Linked DNA regions of Mus musculus: region 1 is linked to region 2. The links are chromatin contacts, called in public promoter capture Hi-C maps. All regions are on one chromosome and are shown on one strand. Each heading gives the region's core, a stretch centred on a gene start, on an enhancer-like site or on the middle of the called end of the contact. The rest is flanking DNA. Distances are from core to core; before and after follow the strand shown. Region 1 overlaps Ccdc57 (coiled-coil domain containing 57). Region 2 holds the start of Pycr1 (pyrroline-5-carboxylate reductase 1).

Region 1 (3,999 bases), core at 1,130-3,629, 260 kb after region 2:
TTACATATAATAAATAAATAAATCTAAAAAAAAAAAAAAAAGATAAAATACCCTCATCTAAGCCTGGGAATGTTAGCAAATACCCGACTTCAGTGTTCCTTTGAACACTGCGTCCCTGTGTATTTCCTCACTGCCCAGGATGGGGCTCAGCGCCGCACACCCAGTGCTATACCTCTCCAGTGCCCACAGTTCTTGACACGAGGCACAAGCAGAGCAGGTTGTCCAAACACTCTGGCTTGAATTAAATATTGGGAAGGAGCCAGTGTCCTGGAGCACACCTGTAATTCCAGCACTGGGTAGGCTGAGGTGGGAGAATAGAGGCTTCCAAGCCACCTCAGGCTACACAGGGCAGCCATGTCTCAAAAACAAAGCAAAACAAAAACAAACAAACAAAAAAAACCCAGTTAAACCCAGAGCTGTATGGTTTGAATTTCCACCTCTGTTCATGTCCACTAGAGAATTGAAAGCAACATCTATAAAGGACGTCTGCTACCTGCACTAAAGCAGAGTCATTCTTAAGAACAGAGGAGAAACACCCATGTGTACAGAGCAGATAAAAGACTGTGGCCTGTTCACACTGGGATATCAGCCTTAAAGACACAAAGTTTGACTTAACAAGCCACTGCCCTCCATAGCTCAATACTAAAATAGTTAACTCTTGTTAGGCATGGTATTCTTGTGTGTATGCATGTGCAAGAGTGTGAAGGAGGACATGTGTGGTGTGGGTGCATTGCACAGGTCAGAGGTCAACCCTGGGTCGAGATCCTCAGTGGCCATCTGCCTTGAGATAAGGCTCTCCCTGGGACCTACGGCTCACTGACTATGCTGGGCTAGCTGGCAAAGAAGGCCTCCATGGCTTCTGGAGGTCCAGAGGTGTATATTTTGACACAGTCACAGTTTAAAAGAAAATGTCATCCTATGAATGTGGATGACCCTTGAGAACTTGAGTCTCTCTGTGACAGGCCAGACATATAAGGGCAAGTGCCAGAAGATTCCAATTTGTGTGTTGCTCCTAGAGTTAGCAAACTGACAGGCAGTGCCGACTGAAGGCTGCTGGGAGACTGGGGCAGGAGTGGCACCTGGATCCAAATGGGACGAGCACTGCAGACGGACAGATGAAACTGCATTTGCCGTATCCTGATGCCAGTGCTACATACCTATAACCCCAGCAGCACTTAGGAAGTTGAGGCAGGAAAAATAAGTCCAGGGGCGGGGGGGTGGGGGGGGGAGCTATAGTGACACATGCTTGCAGTCCCAACACTTGGGAGGTGGAGGCACACGGATTATAAATCCGAGGCTATCCAAGGTCATAGAACAAGTTCTGGGCCAGGTTTGCACAAATGAGGCTTTGTCTCAGAAAAACAAAAAGTGAAGGCAATAGGTTAACTTTGTTAAATACACTTATCACAAGTAAGCATAAATATAAAACTATATAATTAAAAAGAAAACATTACTAGAAATGGCAGCGGGGTCAGGGGGTCGGGGGTGGGCAGAAAGCCCCTACCCACTGCTTGCAAAATTCCATTCTAAAATGGCCCACATCTGCCTCTGCCTTGGACACAGGCACACGAGGCTGTTGGGCTGGGCCGGCCAGAGGCAGCAGCTCACTTGTCAGTAAGGGCGTTCTTCTCCTTGGCGTCCTCTGCTCTTGTGCACTCAGCCCTGCGCAGTTGTCCCTCCAGGGTTTCACAGAGGAACTGAAGCTCCAGCACCTTGGCGTCCAGCGTCTGCAGCTCCTCTGCATGGGCGCGCTTCACTGCCGCCAGCACTGTGTCTTTCTCCCTGGCTTGACGGTCAAGCTCTTCATGTCTGAAACACAGGGGAGGGTCCCGCGGTGGCTCACTCAGTGCCCTGGAACCTTCCAAAGTGTTTGCCATCCTTTTCTTACACTACAGCTGTCCCTGACAAGATGGCTGACTCTGCAGGAGTAACTTGTGGGCGCGCTAGCTCTTCCCATGTAAGCAGATCTTCTTAGGTGCCGGGCTCTCGGAGGCCCCCAAAGCTCACACAGATACCAAAGCAGATTCACAAAACACTCCTAACAACCTACGCTTGACCAGCCATGGAAAACAGATGCCACCTGCCTCTCAGATGGGCAGACTCCTGAGCACTCCCTTAGTGTATCAGTTTGTCCGTACTGCACAAATAGTGGCATGAGAAAACACAAGAGAAAATTTCTTCCCCTCCCAAGTGTAACTGGGCAGCCTGAGTGTGTGGTGTGTGGTAGCTACAGTTACTGTTCCCTTTAGAAGAGAGAGTAAATGCGTCTTGCTGAGTCCACACTGAGCTTCCAGCTGGCATCCCCGCCCCACTCCTCGTTGACCGACTCCTTACTGTCCCAGCACCTCCCGAACCCTGCAGTACTGGGGGGAGGAGCAATGCTTTAACTGCATGGCTGAAGCTCCGCCTTGAGGCAGCACACCACCACTTCCTGGGTGTCCCAGACCTGGCAACGTGAAGAGCCTGCTGCAGTCAGAGGGACAGAATCCAGAGTCTACATCAGCAATAGTAGGGGGACATCAGCATGGCAAAGCTTGAGGCGATCGTCTAAAACTTATACACTAGCTAGTAAGACAGCCAAGGTCTAAATGTTAACGCTTAATTTTTAAATACTTATTTACCTAGTATGGAGGCATATGTGTGGAGTCAGTTCTCTCCTTTTACCACATGGGTTCCAGGGATGGAACTCAGGTCACCAGCTATGGTGACAAGTGACTTTATCCACAAAGCCATCTCATTTACCCATAAAAGTTAAAATTTAACTAAGGTTATATTTTTAAAAGCCTGTTTTAGACACTGGAGACTAAATCCAGAGTTTTCAACATTCTTAGTTTGTGTTTTATCAATGACCTGAATTGGACTCTTGGTCCTTAAAAAGTTTAAGCTTGGAGACACCGGATGCCTAACCCTCTCTGAGGAAGGAGAGCATGGTGCCAGCCACAGCAGCGTCCCAGCTCAGGCTGCCCGCCCACCTGCCACAGGGCTCTTGTCTCCAGTAAGCAAGATCTAGACTCTTTTCCAGTGGCACCACCCAGGCAGAAATACGCACTTCCTCCTGAAAGTCTCCTCAGCTTTCTTCTTGGCCAGCTGTGCCGAGTAAAGCTTCTTCTCCAAGCCCTTTATCCTAAACAGAAACCGTATCAGTAAAGAGCAGTTACGTAAGAGATCAAAGAGTAGAACGGAAAGATGCCAGGAAGGCAACGCCACCAGATCTAGTCCTTACGGCCACAATGCCTGGAGAACAGAACCTACGCACCGAGCGTCCTTCACGGCCTCCAGATCCTGGAGTTCCCGGGCACGCTCCTGCAGCTTCCTCTCTAATTCCACGTGTTCTGCTTCTGCCTTCTGCAGACTCTCTGCTGCCCGTGCTCCAGCGTCTCTCAGAGCTTGCAGCTCTTTGTTTAGTAGTTTTATCTGAGAAAGATTGAAAAGTTCCAGGAGAGGAGATGGGTAAAAGGAACAGTGTGAAGCCTGGCGTGGTCCCAGCGCTCGGCAGGCACAGGCAGGCGGAGCTCTAAGTTCAAGGCCAGCCTGGTCTACAGAGTGAGTTCCAAGATAGACGGGACTACACAGAGAAACCCTGTCTCAACAAACAAACAAACAAACAGACAGACTGACTGACTGACTGACTGACTAACAAAGGAACAGCATGGTATTCTGCAGCACTGGGTAATTAAAGTTGCAATGGTGATTCGAAGCCCAGGGCCAGCCAGTTACCTTGAGCTCATGTGTCAGGACTACGTTGCTCATGTCGTCAGCCCTCAGCTGGAACTCATGCTCTCTTCTCTGCATTTTAGATTCAAACTCCAGCAGCAGCTCCTGGGACAAAAGAGCCAGGAGTGAAGGAGAGTGGCTGCCGCCAAGGCCTCAGCTTAGGTGTGAGACTGACACACAGTGTGAATCACGGTTTTATACTACAAACAAAGTTTTCTGTTCTACAGATAAACTGCTTACCTCTATTTCCCTACCACCACTCTTCAATATCTGTACATCTATACA
Region 2 (4,402 bases), core at 1,820-4,319:
TAGACATGAACCTAGGACTGTGATTTCCAGCCTTGGCTCTGCTTTACACTAACAGAGGGACCTGGACATGTTTCACTCACTCTCACCAGACTATCTTGCTGCTCACAAGCTGTCAGCTTAGCTAATTTGTCAGCTAATTTGTTAAACCTGGGAAAGGTCATGAAGAAGGTGCTAGGCCAGGGCCTGGTTCCCTGGCTATGATGATGAAACGGAATAAAGGCTATATTGCAGGACCAGAGGAGGTCTGTGGACACATGTAGATACATTTCTCACAGGACAATGAAAAAGAGCTAGAGATACTGCATACTGTGACCCAGAAACGTTGAACCGTCCACAGTCCTGCCCAGGGCCAAGACAGGGCTCAGTGGTACCTGCTAAGTGATTCACTGCCATGAAGCCTTTGAAGCCACGACTCTGGCGTACCGGAGCCTCACTCTGAGAGGTGGGTGGCAAGAGAACCTACCGTGTACGGATGCAGGAGGCTTCCACAGCGTTGATAAGCAAGGAGCGAAAGCCCCCGCTCTCCAGCACATGCAAGGCATGGATGGTGGCCCCACCCGGAGAGCAGACATTATCCTTGAGCTGGCTGGGATGCTGTTCTGAGTCTAGTAGCATCTTGGCTGCCCCCTGTGACAAGAAACGGGCCGGCTGGTGGCAGTAAGGAACCTACCACTTACTGACTCCCCTCTCAGGTGTCCCCAGTTTGGGTTTAGCTAGGAACAGCTCCCACCAGCATCTCAAAGCACTGACCAGGAGGGCCTGGGCCCCGAGGCGGACTGCCAGGCGTCTGGGAAGCCCCATTTTCACACCACCGTCAGCCAGAGCATCCAGGGCTGTGAAAGCCTGCGTGCAGGGAGATTGCATCCTCAGCCTCCTCTCTGGGACCCAGAGCAGGGTGCAGCAGAGACAGAGGCACACAGAGCCCCTGGGAACTGCCCACAGCCCCGACCACCCATCGCTCCAGTGCTCACATAGGCAGGGCCGCTGCCACTGAGCCCTGTGACAGCATCGATCAGATCTTCCTCCACCTCTGTGCAGAAGCCCACGCTGCCCATGAGCTGCTCCACAAGCCTGCCATCTTCCACCTGAGCGTGAGTACCTGTGGCATACACAGTGACCCCCTCCCGTACCACGACCGGGGTGTTAGTCATACATCGGATGACTTTGGGGGCAGGTTGGAACGCTGTCAGCTTCTGGAAGAGGAAGAGAAACCAGCTCTATCATTCCTGTGGTGGGTGGTAGCCGTTTGTCCTCATCCCAGGTATGGAAGTGAGCATGGATGTGCTTCCCCTATGGAGCACTTCCTGAGTTCTTGCTGCAGGCTGGGCTGCTACACCCTGTGCACAGGTACAGAAGCCGGACACCAAGAGCAGAGATCCTGACCACATGCTGCACACCCCCTCTGCAGCGCTATTTATCTGGCCCGTGGCACCCACCTTTTCGATGGAGTTGATGGTGACCCCTGCCGCACAAGACACCACAATGTGCCTGTCCTCAATGTTCGCCCCAATTTCATCCAGGATGAAGGGGATGATGTGTGGCTTCACAGCCAGGAAGAGCACATCACTGTGGCGCACAGTCTCTTTGTTGTGGGGTGTCAGGTTCACCCCTATCTTCTGCAGGGAGGGGTGCAAGGAGACCCAGCTTGCCTCATGGGCCATCTATCTGCCCACAAAGCTGAGAGCCCTGTGTGTAGTGAGGCCCAGAGGCTGCTGGGTGAGATGGGAAAGGCACTATGCCCTGGAATAGGTCCCCTTTGAAGTAGAAAAGGGACATCACAGACTTCTAAACCACAGCCCAGCCCAGCCCAGCCCACCTCGGGCAGCAGTCTCTGCAGCTGCCTGCCTTCCAGATGTGGGTGGTGGTCTCAAGCTGGGAGCCTGGCCCCCCATCCCCCAATCCTTAGCCTGAAAATCCTGGCTGAGCCATACCAAACAGAAACTGTGTCATCCATCATCATCACCCTAGCCAACTGTTTGATCTCCATGCTGCCTGGCCTTCCGGAGGCCTCCATAACCCCCATCTAGGTAACCCCATTCCAGACTAGCACTCTCTCCTACCAGCTGTATTCACGACAGGGCAGGGGAGCAGTACCTGCGGGTTCCCAATGGCAGATTTGTGTCTCCTACTGGAGTCAGGTGTGCAGCAAAACTAACCCTAGACCCAACTCTAAAGAGCTTCAGGCTTTCAATCTGCTTTCACCTGGCACCTACCCGGAGGGCCGAGACCGTAGCTTGGTCCATGTCTGGGGAGCTGGCCATTATCTTGTGTGCAGCCAGAACACCTGTAGGGGACAGAATTCCTCCCTCAAAGCTAGTTCTAGCCTCTCAGCTCCTATGAGGGAGACAGCTGAAGCATCCTTCACCTCCTTTAGGGAAGCAACCCCAAACATATGGCAGCTGTCATTTCCCAAAGGACTGAGGCCACTAACACAGACACTCCACGCTAGCACCCTCCCTGGCAGCAGCAGAATTTACTACCTGCAGCTGTGAAGCCCTTGGCTAGAGCAAAGGCTAGCTGCCCTGCCCCGATGAAGCCTACGCTCATGTCTGGAGGTCCACGACCCACAACTTTCACAGCTGACGCCGGCTCTGTAGGGCAGCAGAGAACTGTACCGACAGGACGGAAAGAGAGACGTCGGGTGGGTAATACCAAGTCTGGCCGTTCCTAGCAGCCAGGTGCTCCCCAACCCCCACCCCAGCCTGCTTAATTTCTATGTTGCTCCTCGGCTGGCCGGGTTGGGAAGTTGTCCCAGGTACCCCGACACCCCGTACCACTACCACCCGCCGCCCAGAGCCAGGATGCCTGGTCTGCAGCTGAAGGTTCTGAGCCTTCTGCAAAGGGCTCAGGGAGCCAAAAGGAAAGAGATTGATTGAAGGGGAGGGTCAGGAATCCAGCGAACCCTCAACATCCAAGTCTCCAGCTTATTTCCCAGAAGCCCCAGCCCCTAAGCCTTCATTCCAGGAGTTCCATCCCCGAAGCCCCAAGTCCCGCTACCCACAGCGTGGATATTCGGGTACACACACAACAGACAGCCCAGCCCTTCTTGCATTCGCCACGCGGCACCCGCGCCCACCGGCCCCGCCCTCACTTCATTTCAGCCAATGAGCTGTGCGCCCTGTGAGAGAGCTAGCCAATCCAGAGCTGCAGCTGGAGCCTTGTGCATTGCATCATACACAGGGCAGGGACAGACGCTCCTCCTTGCTCCCTCCCTGAGGTGAGCAGTAGTTGCGAATACAAGTCAGTATTCACAAAAGCCACGGGTCCCTCCTCTGTTGTCTTTTTGCAAGTGTTGTTTTTGTTTTTGAAAGCTAGGTACCTTCTGCAGCCACAGGCCCGTTAACTTCCCAAACCACCTCCATCCTACAGTACCTCAGCTCTCCAACTAAGGGTTTTAGAGATATTGTACTCTGGGCATCCGCAACCTCTTAGAGGAGTTTCAGGCCCATCTGCTGGTCTTGAAGCTGCAGAGCAGTCTGAGTTCACACTCTGCTAAAGTACATTTGATTCCAGTGCCTACCCCTCACCTTCCCACCTCACCCCACTCCCCAACTCCCTTAGAGGTGGCTTGCTTATTTTTTTTTTTTTCTGTTTTGTTTGTTTCCTTAGATAAAGACAAGTTGCTTTAGAAAAGTAAATTTTAAATCACTAGGAAGTTTCCAGCCTGCAAGATTTGGGGAAGGAATTTCCATCCCTTCTTCTTGGCCCTAATGACCACCACCCAAACGAGGAGACTGCTCTGTGGTGATAGTGTTCACTGTGTGGATGGCTAGTTCAATACTCAACCTCTAAAAAGAGAAGAGCTGGAGAAGAAGAGCTGTGCCAAGTTGACAGCTCAAGTCTATGCACAAAGCCTAGAAGTTCAGTTTCCCAAACTCAGCTCCCAACTTGAGATGCTTCCCAGGACTAGAGAGAATCCTCAGTGCTTAAGAGCATGTTATTCTTGCAGAGGCCCTGGAATCTGTTCCCAGTACCCACATGGCAGCTAACTATCCAGAATTCCTCTCTAGGGATCTAACACTGCCTCTGAACCCCTCAGTCACCAGGTATGCAAAGGTGAGCATGCGTACATGCAAGCAAAACACTTAAAATAAACTAAATTTTTTAAATGTATGCTTTTCTCCAAGTGATAATAAACATCACTCCTAAAACAAAGAAAGACAGTTCTGTCATCTAGGGAGCCCCAGAAACCTTCTCCCATTTTCTTCTTGAGTCTTAGCTCTCACTTCCCCTGCCTTCTCTAGCACCTCTGAAATTTAGGTTGGATGTGATGCTGAGGGCAGAAAGCTACTGAACAGTGAGGATGCTGGGGACTTAGCGAACATGCTAGAGTTCAGAGTTTTGGCTGGTAACAGAATAAAAGGGACACCCCTCAAAAAAATCAGTCAAAACTCGGTGAGGT

Evidence for each region. Promoter capture Hi-C pulls out the DNA fragments that hold promoters and counts their contacts.
Region 1: a contact with region 2 is called in a promoter capture Hi-C map of liver, with 2.3 times the contacts expected there. The contact joins the enhancer-like site here to the promoter of Pycr1 in region 2. A contact is called at or near these places in 3 of 39 promoter capture datasets (cranial neural crest and liver), 2 of 484 Hi-C or Micro-C datasets (the G1E-ER4 cell line and embryonic stem cells), 1 of 115 datasets of contacts at active chromatin or transcription factors (pancreatic cancer cells) and 2 of 9 other capture datasets (liver and pancreatic islet).

The regions. Positions count from the first base shown.
Region 1 is chr11:120,900,267-120,904,265 of GRCm38.p6, forward strand. It overlaps Ccdc57 (coiled-coil domain containing 57), which reads right to left. Exons shown (of 19, transcript NM_027745.1): 4 at 3,718-3,819; 5 at 3,257-3,414; 6 at 3,050-3,124; 7 at 1,609-1,809. Among named protein-coding and RNA genes, the nearest start is that of A430102A20Rik, 31 kb to the right of the region's middle. Within about 2 kb of position 2,380, at least 65 of the 459 cell types and tissues checked have an H3K27ac peak or open chromatin away from gene starts, as enhancers often do. A contact at or near this core is called in the G1E-ER4 cell line, liver and pancreatic islet, where this site is marked.
Region 2 is chr11:120,640,679-120,645,080 of GRCm38.p6, forward strand. It overlaps Pycr1 (pyrroline-5-carboxylate reductase 1), which reads right to left and starts at 3,070. Exons shown (of 8, transcript NM_001348222.2): 1 at 3,002-3,070; 2 at 2,481-2,609; 3 at 2,214-2,284; 4 at 1,437-1,616; 5 at 972-1,193; 6 at 751-843; 7 at 464-627. The coding sequence starts at 2,547.